Regions from separate parts of the Mus musculus genome. Here region 2 is linked to region 1. The links are chromatin contacts, called in public HiChIP or PLAC-seq maps. All regions are on one chromosome and are shown on one strand. Each heading gives the region's core, a stretch centred on a gene start, on an enhancer-like site or on the middle of the called end of the contact. The rest is flanking DNA. Distances are from core to core; before and after follow the strand shown.

Region 1 (5,522 bases), core at 1,858-4,357:
CAGGGGATATGACAGTCTCTTCTGGCCTCTATGGGCACTTGCCCTCACATTAACATAACTACACAGAGACAAACACAGACACACACACAATTAAAACCAACTTTCTTTTACATATAGCAAATCTATTAAAATTATTTTTTTAAAAAAACATACAAAGTAGAACCAACAAGCAGTATACAAATCCACCAGGCCCTCAGTGTCTGTGGGTTTCCATACATAGATTCATTTAATCATAGATCAATAATAACATTTGGGGGAAAACTTGCATCTGGAGTAAATATGGGCAGACATTTTTTTCTCTTGTCACTAGTCCCTTACCAATATAGTATAACAACTATTCATGTATCTTTTACATATGTATCATTATTAACCTAGAAATAATTTAAAGTATATCATAAGCTGTGCATGTATTATATTCAAATCTATGTGTTGAGCACCCATAGATTATGATGTCCATGAAGCATGTCTTGGAACCAACTCCCCATGTATAGTTTCAGTAGTGCCACCTTTTATAGGGATTGCTATATAGCACTTATTGAATGCTTGGTAGGTCGATTGAGAAACAAGTACTTTATTCTGCGCATTTATCAAGGCCTTACACTAAAATAGATTCTAGAATCTATTCTAAAATCAGCAGTGAGTTCTATATCTAGAGGAGGGTATTCAATTGACATTGTCTTTGCTCCTATAGAATTTGTGTTTGCCAAGTTTTTGTATGTTATCAACCCATATATAGGGGATATACACACACACACACACACACACATATAGAATATTTCACACCATGAGTCAATTACAAATTTTGCTTTAAAGCTAGCAGCCAATACAAAAAGGAATCATTGCTGGTTAGTTTTTATCAATTTGACATAGAGTGTCCCAGGAAGGCATAACTTTTGAATAATTGCCTCCATGAAATTGTGGGACATTCTCTTGATTAATAACTAATTTGGGAGTGTTAAGCCCCCTGTGGGCTGTGTCATTCCTGTGCAAGTTGTCCTGGGTTATAGAAGAAAGCAAGCTGGACAAGTCATGGGAGCAAGCCAGTAAGCAGTGTTCCTCCATGGTCTCTGATTCAGTTCCTGTCTTGAGCCCTGCCTTGGTCTCTCCAAATGATAGAATGTAAGCTGTAAGCCAAATAAAGTTTGCTTCCCCAGGTAGTTTTTGGTCAGTGTTTCATCACAGCAACAGGGAGGCAAACTAGAATAGAGGTCTTCATGTTTATAAAACATTGGTTTAAAAACAACCCAAACCTCCAGAAACAGAAAACACAAGTGAAAGTTCTCCAAGGACTGTTGCCGCCTAGGACACTGGGGTAGGTGGCTGTAGTTATGCATAGGACTTTAACAGCCTTGGTGTAAATGTTAATAAGATTGCATACTATAATGTGAGTTGATAACATATTAAAACTTGGCAAACACAAATTCTATAGGAGCAAAGACAATGTCAATTGAATGCCCTCCTCTAGATATAGAACTTGCTGCTGACTTGCCTCAATTCTAAAATCTATTTTACTGTATTTATGTAAGACTTTGATTAATGCTCAGAAAATAAGCACTCGTTTCTCAATCGACCTACCAAGCACTCAATAGGCACTGTATAGTAATCCCTATAAAAGGTGGCTCTATTGAAAGCAGATTTTGCAAGGAGCGAAATACTGATAGTGTTTCTGTTGTCAGTGAAAGGCTTGCCGAGGAGACATGCCTTTTTTATGAGAGGCGGTCTCTCAGCTCTTGTTTTTTCAAGGAAGAAATTCAGAGGAGACACACAGTGTAAGCAGTTTATCTAACAAAGCAAGCGAAGATTTCAAGGAGTGAGCTGTTCCAAAGAGAAGGGCAAGAGCACAGTAGATTCCCCGTCGTATTTTTTTTTTAATTCTTACATTTATAAAGTGGGTGTCATAGTGATAGAGTAGGGCGAGCCTTTTTCTTTCCTAAGTCACGGTGGGTCAGATCACTTTTGAAGGATATTTCTTCTCAGGATCCTCTAGAAAAGCTTATCCTGGCCAAGCCCACAATGAAAATAATATCGTAATGAAGTCATGGTCTCTGCAGGATGCTGACCCTTCACTGGTGCACACGTAGGCAAATACCCCGGTACCTTAGTTGTTGATGCGGTATGAGCAACCTATCTTCATTCCCAAGGACAGTCAACGGTAAAGGGCACTCTGACCCGCAGCTGACACAGCTGCGCAGATAAAGCTGCAGTTTTCTTGGCCCACATATCTGATTTCTTTTGAGATTGCTCAAGATCTCATGATTGATCTCATACTGTCCGTTACGATATTTTCTTGCTCCACAATTAAGACATCTTGCTTTTAAAAAACAATTGAGAGTTTATCATAAAAGTTTGAGTCTGGGATTGACGGCCCAGGTGTGTACCTTTAATCCCAGCACTCAGGAGGCAGAGGCAGATGGGTCTCTGAGTTTGAGGCCAGCCTGGTCTACACGGTGAGTTCCAAGACAGCCAATGCTACATAGAGAAACCCTGTCTCAACAAACAAAACAAAACAAAAAAAGAAAAGAAAAGAAAAAGGCTGGGGACAGAGTTTTACACTAGCTTATCCAAATGTACAAAGAGAAGCAGAACTTAGGCTATCTTCCAAAACACAATTTCTCTGTGTTACTGCTCCTGTCTATCTCCTATCCAAGAGTTCTATCCCTGTACCCCGAAAAGAGAACCACAGCTCAACTCCTTGATTGATAGGAACCCAACACGGTCAGAAAGACTCTGAGCTAGCATCAAGTATCTTTGGAACGCAAAGAGCATAAGCTCTAATGAAAAGAAAAATGAAACGTGAAGACAAAGGAAAAATACTGCATTTCATTCTATTATCACAGAGCAAGGAGCTTCAGCGAGGAGGGACTCAGCTCTGGCTATTCTCGACAAAATGATGCGTGTGGTCCCTCTAGAACCTTCCTGGATAGCCAAGGCTCCCCCACTCTCAGAACCACACCCACACAACCCGGCTTTCCTCGCGGGCGGAGGCCCTGGGCTCAGAGCGAGCGCGGCCGCTAGGTGTCGCCCGAGGTCCCGCCCCCAGGGAGTGAGAGTAGTTCCGGGTTGTCCGCCGACTCCGCTCTAGCCATCAAGCTTCCGCCTCTCTCCTGCTCTCTGGAGCTGGGAAGCAAGTAAAGGGGGGCGGGCCTTCCGGGGACGCGCGTGCGCGAGGTCAGGAGCAGGTAAGGCAAGCGGAGCGCTGGGGTCACAGCAGAGGGCGGCGGCGGTGCGGGCGGACCCGGGTCCCTAACCTGGTGGAATTGCCAGATCCAGTCGAGTCAGTTAGGGGCCTTCCTGGAGCTTCCACGTGTACCCCACAAACACCCGAGGCTTTCCCCTTATCCTGTGGGGAACTGAACAAACCAAAAACGCACTTCCTTTCTCCTAGTGAGCCCGCCCTCGCACTCAGTTTTGTGTGGGATGCGCCGGCGATATTTGTTGATTGTTATTTAAAATGCAGTTTAGATGATGCTTGGGAAAATGAATGACTCTACTACAGCTTCCAGCGCCGGAGGAGTGCGCGAATCAGACAGCGGAGAGTATGAGTTGTGCATGCTGAACAAAAAAAAAAAAATAAAGTTATCTGTTCGGAGGGGTTCATGCCCTGTGACCCAGTAAAATAATTGGTACCAGTTTTTAAATGCTCTGAGCACGTTGCTTCTCAGTAACAACTCGTATGCATTCCTTGGGTCGTGATTAGGCAGGCACTATGCCTTCAGCTTTCCTTGTCAGTCGAAACTCAAATAATAAGGTAAATTGTACTCCTGATGTTGATAATTGACCTACACTTATACCCACACAAGTGTACCTGCAAGCATTTTAAATAAATAGATCCATGAGAAAGATAAACTTATCTTTTTATGCCAAAAGGGGAAAAAAGAGTTCTGAATTTTCAGATGTGGGCTTTATGTGTTTTGCTTGACATATTTAAGTAATTTGGTTTTGCTTCTCATTTTCAACGGTTATTTTCACCTGTATTTTTCTTTCATTCACATTTAAAGAAACATGATATTTCAAAGGAACTAATTTGTGAGGCTGAAGAGATGGCTCAGTAGTTAATAGAGCATATTGCTCTTGCAGGATCCAGGTTGAGTTTCTAGTCAGATAACTCACAACCACGTATAACACCATTATAGGGCAGAGGTTCTCAACCTGTGAGTCACATATCAGATATCCTGCATATCAGATATTTACATTACAATTCATAAATTCATAACAATAGCAGAACTGCAGTTATGAAGTAGAAATGAAATAATTTTATGGTAGAGGGGTCAGCACGACATAAGGAACTGTATTAAAGGAACGCCGCATTAGGAAGATTGAGAACTACTGGTCTAGGGGAACCCTCTCCATCTTGCCTCCCTGGGAACATAGTCACACAGACCCACCCACAAATAACTTTTGTTTGTTTGTTTTTAATTTTTACCCTATTGTGTAACTCCTAGGATAATTTTATGTGAATTGAAATCTAATTGGCATGTAAATCATTTGACTTAATGTTATATAATTTAAAAGGTTATATTCTTTCATAAAATTGAAATCCTTTAGGAAAGCATACTGAAATCTCAAAACGTCCTAAATTTTTAAATAGCCCTTTACATGTATGTGTGTGTGCTCAGGCATGCAGAGGTCACCTTAGGGGAGTCCCAGAGATCACAGTCAGATGGCAGGCCTGGTGACAAGCACCTAAACTGCTAAGCCATCTTTCCAGCCTCTTCTTTTTTTTTTTTTTTTAAGTTAAAGAAGGGAGAAGGGAGGTAGCAATGCATCCGCCCTAGGACCAGTTACAGAAAGCAGGCATTTTAGCCTGTGTTTTTGTGGTGAGACAGGGTCTCACCATGTAGCCCTGGCTTGCCTAAAATTTCACTTAGAACAAGACTGGTCTTGAACGCACAGAGAACCACTAGCCTGTGCTTTGAAGTGCCAGGTTTGAAGGCCACAACTGACCTCTGTTGGTTTATTTATGTGTTGTTTATACTTAAAGTTTAACAGACCAGTGAGATGGCTCAATGGACAAAGACACTGCAGTCAACCCTAATGACTAGGGACGATTAAATGTCCTCATACCTCCACCTGTGTATTGTAGCACATGTGTGTCCATATATACATACATACATACCAGCACAAAATAAACGAATGCAATTTTTGAAGCTTTTTTAAAAAGTACATCGTGTGTGTGTGTGTGTGTGTGTGTGTGTGTGTGTGTGTGTGTGTGTGTGTTAGTTAAGCTAAAGCCACCATGCTGGGAGTAGGGCTGAGTCAGGGACTCGGGTCTAAAGAGGATTATTCTCTCTCTTTGTCATAAGAGAGAGAAGGCTGTCATTTTAAGACTTGGCTTTTGTGGTCTGTGTTGCCATGGAGTCTAATCAGATCTTACGGCTGATTATATATCCCACCTGTGTGCTACACTGCAAAGTGGCTATGGAGTTACCTTAGCATAGCTGCTGTCTACAGGCTTCCTCTCCTTCCTGCCTGTCAGGTTACCAAGGTTCTGGCTGCCCCCGTTCCCCTCGTCAGGCTTTGTA
Region 2 (5,386 bases), core at 677-3,176, 540 kb before region 1:
TCATCCAGCCAAAGAGCACAAGCTCATCCATGATCTCCATAACAGAGTCACTACAAGCATCACAACCAAAGTATGCAGTTACTCAATGACGATTTTACATTAGGACAAAAACCTGGCTTTCCTTACCAGTGGTAGTAGTTAGTTCCTTTTATTATAAGCATACATCCTGCAGGGCCACAGGCTATGAGAAGGGACATTCAGTTTTCATGCTACAATCCTTTTTCCTTTAGTCTATACTAAATTTATTCCTCGGGAGTCTTTGTTACCAGTTAATTTTCACCATCTGTATACACAGAAGAAACCCGGTACTCAAACTGTTTTCTATTCTATGGCTCTAAGGCTGAGCAGATCAAGAAGCAAAGGATCAATGTGAGGATTCAAAACAGCAACAGAAGGGGAGCTACTACTGAGACATCTAAACTAGGGAAGAGAGCTGATGAAAAGAATCATGATAACACAACACTAAAAAGGCCAAAAACTTCAGGTCTTGGGGTTGAAAAACAAGTCTGGGTTATGGCAGCAGAATTCTAGAAAACAAGTATAAAGCAAAGATTAGAGGGGAAATGGCTATAGCAAGATGTTGTATTGAACAACTCAGTCTAAATCTGCCTCCCCTCTGACTGTCCACTAGAGATCCTTTCTACACCTTCTAAATAAACAAGCTCTGTGCTGGGGAGATGGCTACGTGGGTAACTAAATAGTAAAGTACTACACAAGCCTAAGACAGAGTTCAGATCTCCAGTGTCAGTGTATGTTTATAACCCCAGTGCTGGGAAGAGAAACCAGGCGGATCCGGGGGGGCTCCCTGGTCAGATAGTCTAGTGGAAATGGCAAGCTTCAATTCAGTAAAGCTAGGGAGAGCTAGAGAGAATAACATGCCAATGCTAACCTCCATACACACCTACATAGACAAGTGCACACACACACATTACCTGCCCATTACCACTTCTGTTCTCTTTTTACTCTTGTATCTTGTTCTCTTTTTACTCTTGTATCTTGTTCTCTTTTTACTCTTGTATCTTGACATTTTCTGGCTAAGTCTCCAAATATATCATCAATTTGGTTTGTTCTGATCCATTTCATTCTAGGATTCCATCAGGAATGAAGTAACTAACTCAGCTGTGGAGGTCTGAATGGAAATGGCCTCCATAGACTCATAGGGAGTGGCATTATTGGAAGTCTGCCTTTGTTGGAGTAGGAATGGCCTTGTAGGAGGAAGTGTGTCACTGAGGGGTGGGCTCTGAGGTTTCAGATGCTCAAGAAAGGCCCAGTGTGGCACTCTCTTCCTGCTTTTTGCTGATTTGGGTAGAGATCACTCAGCTACCTGTCTAACACCACATCTACCTGCATACTGCCATGCTTCCTGCCATTATGACAATGGAGTAAACCTCTAAACTTTAAGCTGGCCTGATTAAATGCCTTTCTAAGAGATGTGGTCATGATGTCTCTTCACAGCAATAGAAACTCTAACTAAGATCGAGGCTGGTTCCTGGAATGGGGTATTGCTAAGATAGGCCTGACACTGTTTTTGCCTGGAAGAATATGGAATACTTTGGGACTTTTGAGCTAGAAATGTCATTGGACATTTTAAACCGGGCTTAATGAGCCATACTAGTAGGATCATGGAAGATAGTGGTACTGAGGGTGATTTGAACTATGAGAGCCCAGCTTAAGAAGTTTCAGAGAAAAATATTATATGTGGCCTAGAGATTGTTCTTGCAATATTTTGGTAAAGAATGTGGCTGTTTTCTGCCTTTGTCCAAAAAAATCTGCCTGAGGCTAAATTAAGGAATTATTGATTAAATGTTTTGGCAAAGGACTTTTCCAAACAACCTAGCATTGACTGTCTTCTGTGGTTAATAGAAGCCAGTCTTATGCAGATCTACAACAAAAGACTTAAGATAAGCAAGAAAAAATACAAAAAGTACAGTAGAGGAAGAAAAGGAGCCCCAGGGAATGTAAACAGATTAAAGAAAAGCCAGATGCTAAGTGGAGTAAAGGGAGTGGTGACCTCAGAACAAGACCCCCACCCAGCTAAGGAATTAAATGAAAAAGGAATTAAATAAAAGCATAAGGCCAAGTCCACAAACCTGTAATCCAAGCACCTGGGAGGAAAAGGCAAGTAGATTTTAGAGTTCAAGGACAGCCTGGGTCTACAAAGGAAGCTCCAGGATAGCCAAACTTAGGCAGTGAAGGAAACTATCAAAACCAGAAAGCTGAAAAGTAAAAAAGTAAAAAAAAAAAAAAAAAACAAGAAAAAAAAATTAAAAAACCAGAAAACTGGAGAAAATGTATTTGAATAAGGGGTTCACGCAAGCAGCAGAACTTTGCAGCTTCAGCCACATGGTACCTAAGTTTATAGAGTCAAGGACACAAGAAAAGAGTTATAGAGTCTCCCTCCATAACTAAGGAAAGCCTCTGAGGCCAGGCATATGCAGATGTCCCTTCTTGGAGACCTAGAAAGACCATTGCATGAAGCTGTAAAGGTGAGGCCTGGACTGCCTTGAAGACCCCAGGATGTTGAAGATGCCAGAGCCTTGGGATACCTGCCAAGGAAAGCTGCTATCAGGGAATGGAACCAGTCCAAGAGAAAGAATTATGTTTCAGTCAAAAACAGTGAAAGGAGTTTGAGAGCTGAAGTGTGATTTGACAGCAGTCATGGAGATGCAAAGTTTGGGGTATGCCCAGCTGACTTTCAGTCTTGCTTTAGTCCAGTACTTCCTCATTATCCTTCTCTTTCCTCCATTTTGGAATAGTAATGTATGCCCTGTGTCACTGTATGTTAGAAGTATGTGATTTGCTTTTTTCTTTGTTTTTTTTTTTTTCATTTTGATTTTACAGGAGGCTATAGTTAAGAGACTGCCTTGATTATCATAGACTTTCAACTGTGGACTTTTAAATATGGTTGAAACTGTGATAGACTGAGGACTTTTGAAGTTAGACTAACTGCATTTTGCATTATGATGTGGCTACAGGCCCATGGGGAGCAGGGAGCAGAATGTGGTAGTCTAAGTGAAAATGGCCCCCACAGTTATAGGGAATAGCATTAGTGGAGGGCTGGCTTTGTTGGAGAAAGTGTGTAACTAGGAAGTGGGCTTTGAGGTTTCAGATTCTCAAGCCAGGTCCAGTGTGGCTTTCTCTCTCAGCTACCTTGTCTGCCTGCATGCTGCCAAGCTTCCAGCCGTGATGACAATGGTCGAAACCACTGAACCTATAAGCCAGCCCCAAGTAAATGTTTTCCTTTATAAGAGTTATGGTCATGGTGGTATCTCTTCCCAGTACCCCAGTACTCTGTAGCCAGATTCCAGATCTACAGCACTAGACTGCCCCTCCTTATCCTCATTTCCTAGTCCCAAGAATTCCTAGCCAGACTTGTAAAGTCAGGTGTCAGGTCCATAATGGATTAAGAAGTTTGTAAAAACTAGAGTTGAGTTTACATGATTTTTTTAAATCACTCAATAATTTAGATTATAAAAAGACCATAGGAAAAGTAGAGAAAGCTGAGAGGATCAATGCACCTTTAGTCACATGGAAGATGCTAAACATGTGCAGAGGACTGGAGGATTAGAACAGTAAGGGGTCAGTATGTGGAAAAGTTCCTAACAAGACCTTGTTCCTGGGAAAGTAAGTGGGGCTGAAATTCAGAAAGAACATAAGCAGAGGATTCACCTTAAGTAAGAGGAGAGTGTATCAGCAGAACTCCCTGGAACTCAATATTAAGGTTTATTTGATAATTACCTTGATTTGATCATTAAGAATTACATATATGTTCTAGAGTATCATACTGAGACTCAAAAATAATCCAACAGCTTATTTTTTGAGGGACTCATAGCCTATCTCAGGCTGGCCTGAAACTCATTATGTAACCCAGGAGGTAAACACATGGCAATCCTCCTGCCTCAGCTTCCTGAAAGTGAAGCATCTTGCTGATCTTAAAAATAAAATTTAAAGCTTATTTAAATTAATTTTTAAAATAACTTAAAGCTATACTAGATGGTATATCTGTGCAGAAATAAAATCAAATTCTTAAAACATATTTGGAGCCAAAGAAGGATTTATTAATAGTATCTATTGTCATTATCATCTATGAAAATAATTCAGAAACAAACATGAGGTTTGACACCCACTTCTACTAAATGTGTTCGTTTTCTTTGCCATTTTAACTTTCATACATCTCTTCAGGCATTTCTGACATCATAAGCTTAAATGACATATAACAAAAAGGTACTGAGTCACAGAAATCCATCTGCAGGGTATAAACTACAAATAGGGAAGAGAGGAAAGCCAGGGTGTTAAATCTGAAAGGATTTACAACTCAACTATCACCACCACAGCCAGATAAATGAATGCTTAAGCAGCATCTCGTGGAACTGGATGGCAGTGCAGTGCTAGGAATCAGCTATGTTAGTGACATGGGCTTTAAAAGCAGAAGAAAACAATTTTAACAAGACTTGACTTTCAGAGGTAAAATCTGTTCTGAACCAAGATCCCTGGGGGCTATTCCAGATTCAGGGTTTAGCCAGATATTCAAGGATAACTGCAAACGCACGCCAATTCTTAGCTCTTCAGCCGTCCAGTTATGTGTTCTTGGGAGGGATCCAGGAGTAAACAAGCCTAACAGGGTGGGCGTCAGCACTGTTCTTCACCAGATGGCTAACTTCCACCCATTCCACTCAGAGTTGGCTGATGGCCTGATCCATCTGGAGGTGGAGGGAAAATAGTCACACTGCACTGATGCAAGACCCCAAGTAAGTCAGTCCCTGGAGTGGCTGTGTCTTCTGCACAGCGGAGATAAGGGCGATTTAATTTTATCACAGGAAATGGCATTACCTGAGCTTCTTGACAGGCTGCTCTTCTTAGCAGGTTATCACTATCAAAGCAAACAAAAGAAACCCAGCATTAGCATTCCTAGAGATTAAGACCCAAATAGAATGGATGGGCTTAAAAAAAAAAAAAAAAGTACCTTAAGTAAAGATTTCTTAAAGACCTGATCTCAAACCAGGAGCACATTCAAGAAATACATTCTCTGAGTGAAAGCTTGTATTACCTATTTCTACATTCTGGTGTGTAGAAAAATGACCCAGACTCCTGACACATCTAGAGCCTAGTGTCCAGAGCCTGAAGAGCTGGAGCTCCATATGGCAACAGGAAAGAGCAGATTAACTTAGAGCTTCAGGACCGGGAGCATCCGAAACTATCCGATAAGTCTTCCAGGCAGAGAGGCTTTTATGGCTGTGATCAGAACACAGGTAACTCTGGGAGGGTGGTCACCTCCTGGCTTTAAAGACAGAAGGAACGATGAGCCCAGGAATGTTGACAGCCTTGCCAACTGGAAAAGCCAGGAAGTAGCCTTTCCCCTTATAGCATTTGAAGGAATGGCAGGCCT

Evidence for each region. HiChIP or PLAC-seq counts read pairs in DNA pulled down with a chosen protein or histone mark.
Region 2: a contact with region 1 is called in an H3K27ac HiChIP or PLAC-seq map of embryonic stem cells, with 4 times the contacts expected there. The contact joins the enhancer-like site here to the promoter of Mrps33 in region 1. A contact is called at or near these places in 6 of 39 promoter capture datasets (HPC-7-derived erythroid cells, cranial neural crest, embryonic stem cells and 3 more), 7 of 115 datasets of contacts at active chromatin or transcription factors (embryonic stem cells and forebrain) and 1 of 9 other capture datasets (embryonic stem cells).

The regions. Positions count from the first base shown.
Region 1 is chr6:39,808,521-39,814,042 of GRCm38.p6, reverse strand. It overlaps Mrps33 (mitochondrial ribosomal protein S33), which reads left to right and starts at 3,107. Exons shown (of 3, transcript NM_010270.2): 1 at 3,107-3,179.
Region 2 is chr6:40,346,896-40,352,281 of GRCm38.p6, reverse strand. Agk (acylglycerol kinase) reads right to left here. Exons shown (of 16, transcript NM_023538.2): 3 at 4,831-4,870. Among named protein-coding and RNA genes, the nearest start is that of Agk, 24 kb to the right of the region's middle. Within about 2 kb of position 1,926, at least 7 of the 459 cell types and tissues checked have an H3K27ac peak or open chromatin away from gene starts, as enhancers often do. A contact at or near this core is called in embryonic stem cells, where this site is marked.